Linked DNA regions of Sus scrofa: region 1 is linked to region 2. A link is a contact called in public HiChIP or PLAC-seq data. All regions are on one chromosome and are shown on one strand. Each heading gives the region's core, a stretch centred on a gene start, on an enhancer-like site or on the middle of the called end of the contact. The rest is flanking DNA. Distances are from core to core; before and after follow the strand shown. Region 1 overlaps ZNF609 (zinc finger protein 609). Region 2 overlaps ZNF609 (zinc finger protein 609).

The links. HiChIP or PLAC-seq counts read pairs in DNA pulled down with a chosen protein or histone mark.
Region 1: an H3K27ac HiChIP or PLAC-seq map of alveolar macrophages shows a contact between it and region 2. The contact joins two enhancer-like sites. A contact is called at or near these places in 1 of 47 Hi-C or Micro-C datasets (heart right ventricle) and 1 of 2 datasets of contacts at active chromatin or transcription factors (alveolar macrophages).

What each region holds. Positions count from the first base shown.
Region 1 is chr1:107,523,634-107,528,936 of Sscrofa11.1, forward strand. The region is part of intron 2 of ZNF609 (zinc finger protein 609); the gene reads right to left. Among named protein-coding and RNA genes, the nearest start is that of ZNF609, 57 kb to the right of the region's middle. Within about 2 kb of position 2,353, at least 4 of the 83 cell types and tissues checked have an H3K27ac peak or open chromatin away from gene starts, as enhancers often do. A contact at or near this core is called in alveolar macrophages, where this site is marked.
Region 2 is chr1:107,393,943-107,399,782 of Sscrofa11.1, forward strand. All of the region lies in intron 3 of ZNF609 (zinc finger protein 609), which reads right to left. Among named protein-coding and RNA genes, the nearest start is that of OAZ2, 72 kb to the left of the region's middle. Within about 2 kb of position 2,594, at least 11 of the 83 cell types and tissues checked have an H3K27ac peak or open chromatin away from gene starts, as enhancers often do. A contact at or near this core is called in alveolar macrophages, where this site is marked.

The DNA.
Region 1 (5,303 bases), core at 1,103-3,602, 130 kb after region 2:
AGAGATGTTCAAGGAACAGCTGGAAAAGAGTTGAGAGAGAGAAAAAATAGGAGATAAAGCCACAGAGCTATGCAAAGCCTTTTATAAGCCATTGGTTTTTTTCTCTGAATGAAATGAAGGGTCAGTGGAGGGTTCTGAGGAAACAAATGATACTGACTAGACAGGATTGATTGACTTTTTTATTTTTTGCTTTTTAGGGCCATACTTTTGGTGTATGGAAATTCCCAGGCTAGGGCTCAAATCAGAGCTACAGCTACTGGCCTATGCCACAGCCATAGCAATGTGGGATCCAAGTCATGCCTGCGACCTATACCACAGCTCATGGCCACACCGGATCCTTAACCCACTGAGCGAGGCCAGAGATCAAACCCACATCCTCATGGATATTAGTCAGATTCGTTTCCACTGTGCCACAATGGGAACTCCCTGGACCAGTTTTAAAAGAATAACTATAGCTGCTCAACAGTTGTAAGGGACACCAGTTAGTAGGCAAGATAGAAGGGAGCCTTGCAGAATTTTAGAACTGACTGGAGCCTTGGAAATATTTTTTTCCAAGTCCTTCATTTTAGAGATAAGGAAACTGAGGCCTAGGAACTTAAATGAGTTTTCCAAAGTCATGTGTTAAAGCCTGGAATAATACACTTTACATTTGTGCAGCCTTTTCAGTGTTTGCAGTTATATCATCTCATCTTGTGCTCAATAATCCTCTATACAGTTCATCAAGCAGATGATTGCTGACATCCATTTACAAGACAGCTGACCAAAATTAGGGACCATGTCTAGAATATCTTTTCTCACTATGCAATATAAAGCTACTGTCTATAAAGGGAGGGAATCTGCAATCATGCCAGTAACATCACAAAGTGATAACTAATTCAGACCTTCAAGCAACAGAAATGACCCACTTTTACTTGGTCTAATCCTATGGTTCTATAGCAGAGCCAAGGCTACCAAATGTTGCCCCTGTGTATTAGGTGGTGTGATGTTCATTACAAATTAGGAAAGAGAGTCAGTAATTCTGAGGCAAATGGGAAACAGCAGTTTTGTGCCTCATGATACTCTTGTGTTCAGGTCTCTTCCTCTCCTCTTCTCTTCTCTACCCAGTCTCATCCTGCCAAGACCTTTCACAGATAAGAAAAGCAGCTGATAAACAACTACTTCCCACAGGACAGCTGCTGGTTATAGCACAAGGGATTATTACTCTCCAGGGGTATGAATACTTTAATAGGAAACTCAAAAACCTTTAAATCCCAAAGGAATTGAAGTCAAGTTAATAGGGAATGTTGTAAGACATCCCAGCATTTCATTGAATCACAGTAAATAAATTCAAATTCAACAACTGTTTTTTTTTTCAAATTCAACAATTGTTTATTGATGATCTACCACACCATCAATCACAAAGATAAGGCATGGTTCCTGCCCATTGGAAGAAGACAAAATAGAAAATACTAGCTTTGGTTTACTGGATTATCTGCTATACAATAGGTACTAAGCTAACAGCTTTTAATGAGCAATTTGTATCAAGTATTATACTTAGCTCAATGCTTAGCAAATAACACATGTTCAGTATATTGCAGCCATGATTACTATAATCATTACCTCCATAACTGCATTTAGTCTTTATTTCTGCTCTATGAAGTAGTTATTAGCCTTACTTTAAGACAGGAAACTGAGGCTCAGAGAAGCTGTGTAATATGTTCAAGGTCATACAGCTATTAATAGCCAAAATTCAAACTCAAGTCTCTATGATTCTATAATTTGTTATTAACACTGATACAATATTCAACTTTCCTACAACATTAATAGAAACATGTTTAATTTCACCTGGAAGTCTGAGAGTTGGCTAACAAGACTATGCCATAAAGAAGTGACATGGGAGTTCCCGTCGTGGTGCAGTGGTTAACGAATCTGACTAGGAACCATGAGGTTGCGGGTTCGATCCCTGCCCTTGCTCAGTGGGTTAACGATCCGGTGTTGCCATGAGCTGTGGTGTAGGTTGCAGACGCAGCTCGGATCCCGCATTGCTGTGGCTCTGGTGTAGGCTGGCGGCTGCAGCTCCGATTTGACCCCTAGCCTGGGAACCTCCATATGCCTCGGGAGCAGCCCAAAGAAATAGCAAAAAGACAAAAAAAAAAGAAAGAAAGAAAAAATGAACAACAACAAAAAAAGAAGTGACATGTAAGCTGGGTCCTGAATGACAACTGATTCACCAAGTGGGAATGAAAGGGGGTGAGAGTAGAGTTTGGTCCAGGTAAAAAACGATGAGGGTCTGAACAAAGGAAGTGGCAGTAAGTACAGAGAAGAGGGGTCATAACAAGAGCTATACAAGAGATAGGCCTTGGTGACTCACTAGATATGAGTAGAGAAGAAAATGCAAAGATGACTCAGAACTTTCTAGTTTGGGTAAAAGGAAGGAAATAGTCTCATTATTGAAATTGAGAAAAATGAGGTGGGCTTTAGGAGACCATTTTGTTTAGGATATTGTGCGTTTGAAGTACATGGGGGACAACCAAGCAAAGAAATATTAGGCAGCTGAAACCATGGTCAAACTTCAGAAAGAGGTCAGGGCAGAGGACAAAGAATTGGGAGTCACTGCAAGTGACTACAATAATTTGAAAAAAATGACAGTATAAGAGATTGATGTGTAAGTAGCATTCATGCTATCTACATATAAGGCCAGTCTTAACACTGGAACCATATTGAACTCTGAAAATAAACAGGGCTTTAATACATGCCCACAAATCAACATATGCCCAATACCTCCAGAGTCAGATTTAAAACATTGAGGTTGTTGGCACAGAGGACAAAGACTTCAGTCTTTTTATCCTTGTATCTTCCAATACATATCTAGCAAACCAGATGTTTAATAAATAGATGATGAGCAAAAAGCATGAATGAAGGAAGCACAGAGAATAAAACAGAATGCCTTAAGTTATATAGTTCAAGTGGTAGAATGGACACTAGAATCCAGGTGCTCTCAATCTTGTATGCTTTATATTCCACAGGTTTCTCCAACATCCTCCTGCCCCTATCCCTACCTCAAGAACAATAATATTAAGAATAAAAGTATTCTTAAATCTCAAACAAGAATATAAATGTTCCCTTCAAAGCTCCATTTTACTAAAGGGCATCTCTGAAAAAATCCACAGTTAACATCATACTTAAGAGTAAAACAGTGAACGTTTTCCCCTAAAATCAGGAACAAAGCAAGGATTTCTGCTCTTGCCATTTCTTTTCTTTCTTTCTTTCTTTTTTTCGCTTTTTAGGGCCACACCTGAGGCATATATGCAAGTTCCCAGGCTAGGGATCGAATGGGAGCTTCAGCTGCCAACCTACACTACAACTCACAGCCAATGCCAGATCCCTAACCCACTGAGTGAGGCCAGGGATCAAACCCGAATCCTCATGGATTCTAGCTGGGTTTGTTAACTGCTGAGCCATGACGGGAACTCCTGCTCTTGCCATTTGTATTCAACATTGTATACAGCCCGGGTAGTTAGGCAAGAAAAAGGAAACAAAGATACCCATGTTAAAAAGAAAGAACAAGTGTCTCTATTTGGAGATGATACCATCTTACACAGAGAAAATCCTTAAGAATGCATAAAAAAACTATTAGAGCTAGTAAATGAGTTCAGCAAGGAAGCAAGATAAAATATCAGTAAGTACAAATCAACTGTATTTCTATACACTGCAAAAAGTAACCCAAATATGAAATTCAGAAAACAACTTCACTTACAATAGCATCTAAAATAATAAAATGCTTAGGAAGAAATTTAACAAAAGAAGTGTAAGACTTACATTCTGAAAACTAAAAAACATCACCGAAATAAATGAAAGAAGTCCTAAATAGGAGTTCCCTTCATGGCTCAGTGATTAATGAACCTTGAGGATGCGAGTTCAATCCCTGGCCTCACTCAGTTGCTGTGGCTGTGGTGTAGGCCGGCAGCTACAGCTCTGATTCAATCCCTAGCCTGGGGGCCTCCATAGGCCATGGGTGCAGCCCGAAAGTAGCAAAAAAAAAAAAAAAAAAAAAACAATAAACAAGTCCTAAATAAATGGTAAGAGACCCCAGGTTCATGAATTGTTAAGCCTGTAGTACTGCCTAAATTATGTAATTGATTCAACATACTCTCTATCAAAATCCCAGCTAGATTTTTTTTTTTGCAGAAATGAATAAGCTAACCCTAAAATTCACATGGTAAGGAAAGGGATTGCTATTCCAAAACCTGGAATTCCCCCTGTGGTGCAGAGGGTTAAGATTCCAGAAGCTCAGGTGGCTGTGGAGGTGGAGGTGCCTGGAACAGTGGGTTAAAGGATCTGGCATTACCACAGATGCAGCTCAGATTCAGTCCCTGGCCTGGGAACTTCCACAGGCCATGGGTATGGCTACAAAAAAAAAAAATAATAATAATAATAAACAATTTTATTTTGCTTTTTAGGCCACACCTGGGGCCTATGGAAGTTCCTAGAGCTACAGTTGCTGGCCTATGCCATAGCCACAGCAACACAGGATCCAAGCCATGTCTGCGACCTACACCACAGCTTATGGCAACGCTGGATCCTTAACCCACTAAGCGAGGCCAGGGATCGAACCTGCATCCTCTTAAAAGCTAGTCAGATTTGTTTCCACTGAGCCACGACGGAAACTCCCACCAAAAGAAAATTTTTTTAAAGAGAAAAAAAAAAAAAAAAAAAGGGCAAAGAATTGGAATACACTTATATCCAAAAAAGATAAACAAAATAGAGATCCTGATGTGGCTCAGTGGGTTAAGGACCTGAAGCTGTCTCTATGCAGATGTGGGTTCGATCCCTGGACTCACTCAGTGGGTTAAGGATCCAGTGCAGCCACAAGCTGCACTGAAGGTCACAGATGCAGCTTGGATCTGCTGCTGCTGTGACTGTGGTGTAGGCCATCAGCTACAGCTCCAATTTGACCCCTAGCCTGGGAACTTCCATAGGCCGCAGGTGCAGCCATTTAAAAAAAAAAAAAAAAAAAAAAAAAAAAAAAGCACATGAATGATGCTTAGAATCATGAGTCATTAGAGAAATGCAAATCAAAACCCCAATGAGATACCACTTCACACTCACTAGGATAGATATTAAAAAATTGACAATCAGGAGTTCCTGTCACGGCTCAGCAGAAACGAATCTCACTAGTATCCATGAGGACACAGGTCTGATCCCTGGCCTTGCTCAGTGGGTAAAGGACCTGGCGCTGCTGTGAGCTGTGATATAGGTCACAGACGTGGCTCAGATCTGGCGCTGCTGTGGCTATGGTGTAGGCCAGTGGCTATAGCTCCGAT
Region 2 (5,840 bases), core at 1,344-3,843:
AGTAAAGGCAGGAAATCCACACACAAATATGCTACCAAAACCAGAAATTGTGAGACGATGAGGATACAAATGCAGGATACTGCAGATGCATTTGCAATTAACAGAGAAGCAACTTAAAAAAAAATCTTGCATGTATATAGACACCCATATCAAAACTTCATGGCTGCAAACTAAAAATATGCAACAGATACACAAATAACAAAGAGCAATCCAAACACAACACTAAAGATAGCTATCAGGGAGTTCCCATCATGGCACAGAGGAAACAAACCCAACTAGGAACCATGAAGTTGTGGGTTCAATCCCTGGCCTCGCTCAGTGGGTTAAGGATCCAGCATTGCCATGAGCTGTGGTGTAGGCCATCAGCAACAGCTCCGATTAGACCCCTGGCCTGGGAACCTCCGCACCTCCAAGGGTGCGGCCCTTTAAAAAAAAAAAAGCAAGCAAACAAGCAAGCAAGCAAGCAAGAAAGTTATCAGTCACAAGAAAAGAGAACAAGAGAAGAAGGGAACGGAAGAAAAAAGACCAACAAAAACAAATCCAAAACAATTAACAAAATGGCAATAAGCACATACATATTAATAATTACCTTAAATGTAAATGGACTAAATTAAATGCCCCAACCAAAAGACATAGACTGGCTGAATGCATACAAAATAAGACCCATATATATGCTGTCTTCAAGAAACCCACTTCAGGATTTCCTGCTGTGGTGCAACAGGATCACTCTTATCTTGGGGGCACTGGGATGCAAGTTTGATCCCTGGGCCCAGTACAGTGGGTTAAGGATCCAGTGTTGCGAAAGCTGTGGATTAGGTCTCAAATGCAGCTCGGATATGATCCCTGGCTGGGTCCATATGCCATTGAGTGGCCAAAAAAGAAGAAAAAAAAAGATACCCACTTCAGTTCTAGTGACACATACAAACTGAAAGTGAGAGGATGGAAAAAAATACTCCATGCAAATGGAAATCCAAGGAAAGCTGGAGGAGTTCCCATTGTGGCACAGAGGAAATGAACCCGGCTAGTATCCATGAGAACTCGGGTTTGATCCCTGGCCTTGCTCAGTGGGTCAAGGGTCTGGCATTGCTATGAGCTGTAGTGTAGGTCACAGACTTAGCTTGGATCCCAAGTTACTGTGGCTGTGGCTCTGATTTGACCCCTAGCCTGGGAATTTCCATATGCCATGGGTGCAGCCCTAAAAAACCAAGCAAGCAAGTAAGAAAGCAAGGAAGAAAGAAAGGAAGGAAGAAAGATATAAATGAACTTAGTTGTAGAATGGAAACAGACTCACAGACTTTGAAAAATTTAAGGTCACCAAAGGGGACAGGTGGGAGAGGAGGGATGGACTGGGGGTTTAGGACAGAAAAGTTCTAAAATTAGGTTGTGATGATGTCTGTAAAACTATAAATATAATAAAATTCAATGAATTACAATAAACAAACAAATAAATAAAAGGTAATCATACACTATATACCTGGAGGCCATCATACCTTTGGCTGTCCATCTGAGTCTTTGTCTCACTGGGAAGGAAGCACCATGAAGGAAGGTATGATTTCAATGAGACAGCTCTGAGGAAATATTTGCCTGGGGTTAAGATGGAATCACACTTGTCCACAGTTTTACAGCTTTATGACCTAGCAGGAAGAATCAGGATAAGAACATGGCTAGGCGCTGGCCTCCAAGAGGCATTTTTCCTGTCTTTTTCAGCTAGAGGCTGAGAGATGCAGCTAGCTGTTGAAGCTGCTTCTTTCTGGTATCCTCCACGTGGCATTTTCAGGTTTGTTGAGGGAGCAGAGCTGAACCACATCAAGTCTCTCAGTGCCAGAGAAAGGGGAAACAGTAATAAAGGAGAGAACAGTTGGGATCAGAGAGTGGATGATCTTCTACCTAGACTGCTTGGGAAGCAATGCCTCTCATTATTATGTGCAGTTCTAGATTTCCTCTGTGTTTTTAACCTGTGACAATAATTATTCAGCAATTTTCAGTGGCCTCTGTTATGGGCTGAAATTTGTTCCCTTCAAAAAGATACACTGAAGGCCTAATTCCCAGTACCTCAAAATGTGATCTGACTTTGAAACAGAGTCCTTACAGAAATAATCAAGTTAAGATGAGGTCATTTAAGTGGGCTCTAATCCATTATGACTGGTTTCCTATAAAAAGCGTAGATTTGAACACAGTGACAGACACACTCAGAGAGAAGATGTGCAGGTACACAGGGAAAAGAAAACCATGCGTCTGGAGCATCTACGTGCCAAGAGACACCAAGGACTGCTGGCAAACACCAGAAGCTAGAAGAGGCAAGAAAGGATTCTTCCTTCGAAACATTAGAGAGAGCATAGCTCTGATGACACCTTGATTTCTGACTTCTAGCTTCCAGAATGGTGAGACAATAAATTTGTTGTTTTAAGCCAGGGAATTTTTTGTACTTTGTTATAGTAGCCCTAGGAAACTAGTATAGCCTCAAAAGCAGAGTGTTATTCCTTAAACCAGTCAGATTTTACTTTAAAAGTCTCAGTGAATTACTGCTGCTAGCTGAGGAGATTACAGTCTAGGTCAGTAGTTCACCAGCAGGGTGGGTGGAGAACAGTGGTGGTGACAGCAAATCATAAATCCTAGGGAGCTATTTCACAATTAACATGCCCAAGCTCCATCCAGAACCTGATGATTCAGAATATGAGTGGGGGATAGCCAACATTTATTTTTTTCATTTTGTGGCTACACCCACAGCATGTGGAGTTCCCGGGCCAGGGATTGAATCCAAGCTACAGCTATGACCTATGCCACAGCTGCAGCAACCCCAGGTCCTTCAAGCCACTGCACCAGGCCAGGGACTGAACCTGTGCCTCAGCAGTGACCCGAGTCGCTGTGGTTGGATTCTTAACCTGCTGCACTATGGCGGGAACTCCATAATATATATTTATTTATTCATGTCTTTTTAGGGCTGCACCTATGGCATATGGAGGTTCCCAGGCTAGGGGTCTAATTGGAGCTGTAGCCACTGGCCTACACCACAGCCATAGCAACATCAGATCTGAGCCCCTTATGCAACCTACACTACAGCTCATGGCAATGCCAGATCCTTAATCCACTGAGTGAGGCCAGGTATCAAACCTGCATCTTCATGGATGTTAGTCAGATTCGTTTCTGCTGGGAAACTCCAACATATATTTTAAAAACAAGCTCCTCAATGGAGTTCCCGTCGTGGCTCAGTGGTTAACGAATCTGACTAGGAACCACGAGGTTGCAGGTTCAATCCCTGGCCTCGCTCAGCAGATTAAAGATCCAGCATTGCTGTGGCTGTGGTGTAGGCCAGCGGCTACAGCTCCGATTAGACCCCTAGCCTGGGAACCTTCAAATGCTGAAGGTGCGGCCCTAGAAAAGACAAAAAGACAAAAAAAATAATAATAATTATAAAAAATTTAAAAATAAAAACAAGCTCCTCAAGTAATATCACTCTTTCACCCCAACAAATGAGTAACACTAAGCTTCAACAAAAGGATGAAACTTCAGGTCTTCCTCAAATTGATCTGTAGATTTAATGTAATCACAATCAAAATCTCAGTACTTTTCCTTTCCCATAAAAAGAAAGATGATCCTAAAATCTATACAGAAGTGCCAAGGCAATCTTGAGAAAGTATGATAGAGCTGGAAGACTTAACAATACTAGATATCAAGATATATAAAGCTATAGTTATTAAGACAGTGTAGCACTGACACAAGATTAGACAAATGTATGAATGGAACTGAAGAGAGAGCCTAGAAAAATATCCACTCGTACATCACTTGATTTATGACATATGTGACATTGCAGTGCAGTGGGGGAAAGGATGGTCATTTCAATACAGTGCTGGGTCAACTTGGTATTCATCTGAAAAAAAACAGAATCTTAACTCCCAATTCATATCCTAAACAGAAATCAATTTCAGATATACTCTAAGTATAAATATGAAAAGAAAAACAGTTCTCAGAAAAAATATGCAAATATCTTCATTATTTTGGGAAAGGTAAAATTTTCTTAAACAAGACACAAAAAGCATTAACTATAGAAGAAAAAAAAGATAAACTAGACTTTATAAAAACAAAGAACTTCCATTCATGAAAAGGTACCATTAAGAGAAAAGGTAAGATATGGGAGAAGATAGTTATGATACAGATAATTGACAAAGGACTCATAACCATAACATACACAAAGAACTCCTAACAAATCAGCAAGAAAAAAACATACAATCCAATCCAGAAACAGGTAAAAGATGTGAACATATACTTTGTAAAAGGAGATTTCCAATCACAACGGATACAGCAGAAATACAAAAAAACCATAAGAGAATACTATGAACAACTATACGGCAACAAGTTTGACAATCTGGAAGAAATGGACAAATTTCTAGAATCTTACAGCCTGCCAAAACTGAATCAAAAAGAAACAGACCAGCTGAACAAACCGATCACTAGAAATGAAATTGAAAAGGTCATAAAATCACTCCCTACAAATAAAAGTCCAGGACCAGATGGCTTCACAGGTGAATTCTATCAAACATATAAAGAGGAATTGGTGCCCATCCTCCTTAAACTCTTTCAAAAGGTTGAAGAAGAAGGAATACTCCCAAAGACATTCTATGATGCCACCATCACCCTCATTCCAAAACCAGACAGAGATACCACCAAAAAAGAAAACTATCGGCCAATATCATTGATGAATATAGATGCAAAAATTCTCAACAAAATCTTAGCCAACCGAATCCAACAACATATCAAAAAAATTATACACCATGACCAGGTTGGGTTCATCCCAGGTTCACAAGGATGGTTCAACATACGCAAATCAATCGGCATCATACACCACATTAACAAAAAAAAAGTCAAAAATCATATGATCATCTCAATAGACGCAGAAAAAGCATTTGACAAAGTCCAACATCCATTCATGATCAAGACCCTCGCCAAAGTGGGTATAGAGGGAACATTCCTGAATATAGTCAAAGCCATTTATGATAAACCCACAGCAAATAAACACTCAATGGGGAAAAACTGAAAGCCTTCTCACTCAAATCTGGAACAAGACAGGGATGCCCACTCTCACCACTGCTCTTCGACATAGTTTTGGAAGTCCTAGCCACAGCAATTAGACAAACCAAAGAAATAAAAGGCATCCATATAGGAAGAGAAGAGATAAAACTGTCACTGTATGCAGATGACATGATACTATACATAGAAAACCCTAAGGACTCAACCCAAAAACTACTTGAACTGATTAATAAATTCAGCAGAGTAGCAGGATATAAGATTAACATTCAGAAGTCAGTTGCATTTCTGTATACCAGCAATGAAATATTAGAAAAGGAATACAAAAACACAATACCTTTTAAAATTGCACCTCACAAAATCAAATACCTCAGAATACACCTGACCAAGGAGGTAAAGGACCTACCTATATGCCGAGAACTATAAAACTTTAATCAAAGAAATTCAAGAAGATGTAAAGAAATGGAAAGATATTCCATGTTCCTGGATTGGAAAAATCAATATTGTAAAAATGGCCATAATACCCAAAGCAATCTATAGATTCAATGCAATCCCTATGAAATTACCCATGACATTTTTCACAGAACTAGAACAAACAATCCAAACATTTATATGGAACCACAAAAGACCCAGAATCGCCAAAGCAATCCTGAGAAACAAAAACCAAGCAGGAGGCATAACTCTCCCAGACTTCAAGAAATACTACAAAGCCACAGTCATCAAAACAGTGTGGTACTGGTATCAAAACAGACAGACGAATGGAACAGAATAGAGAACCTAGAAATAAACCCTGACACCTATGGTCAATTAATCTTTGA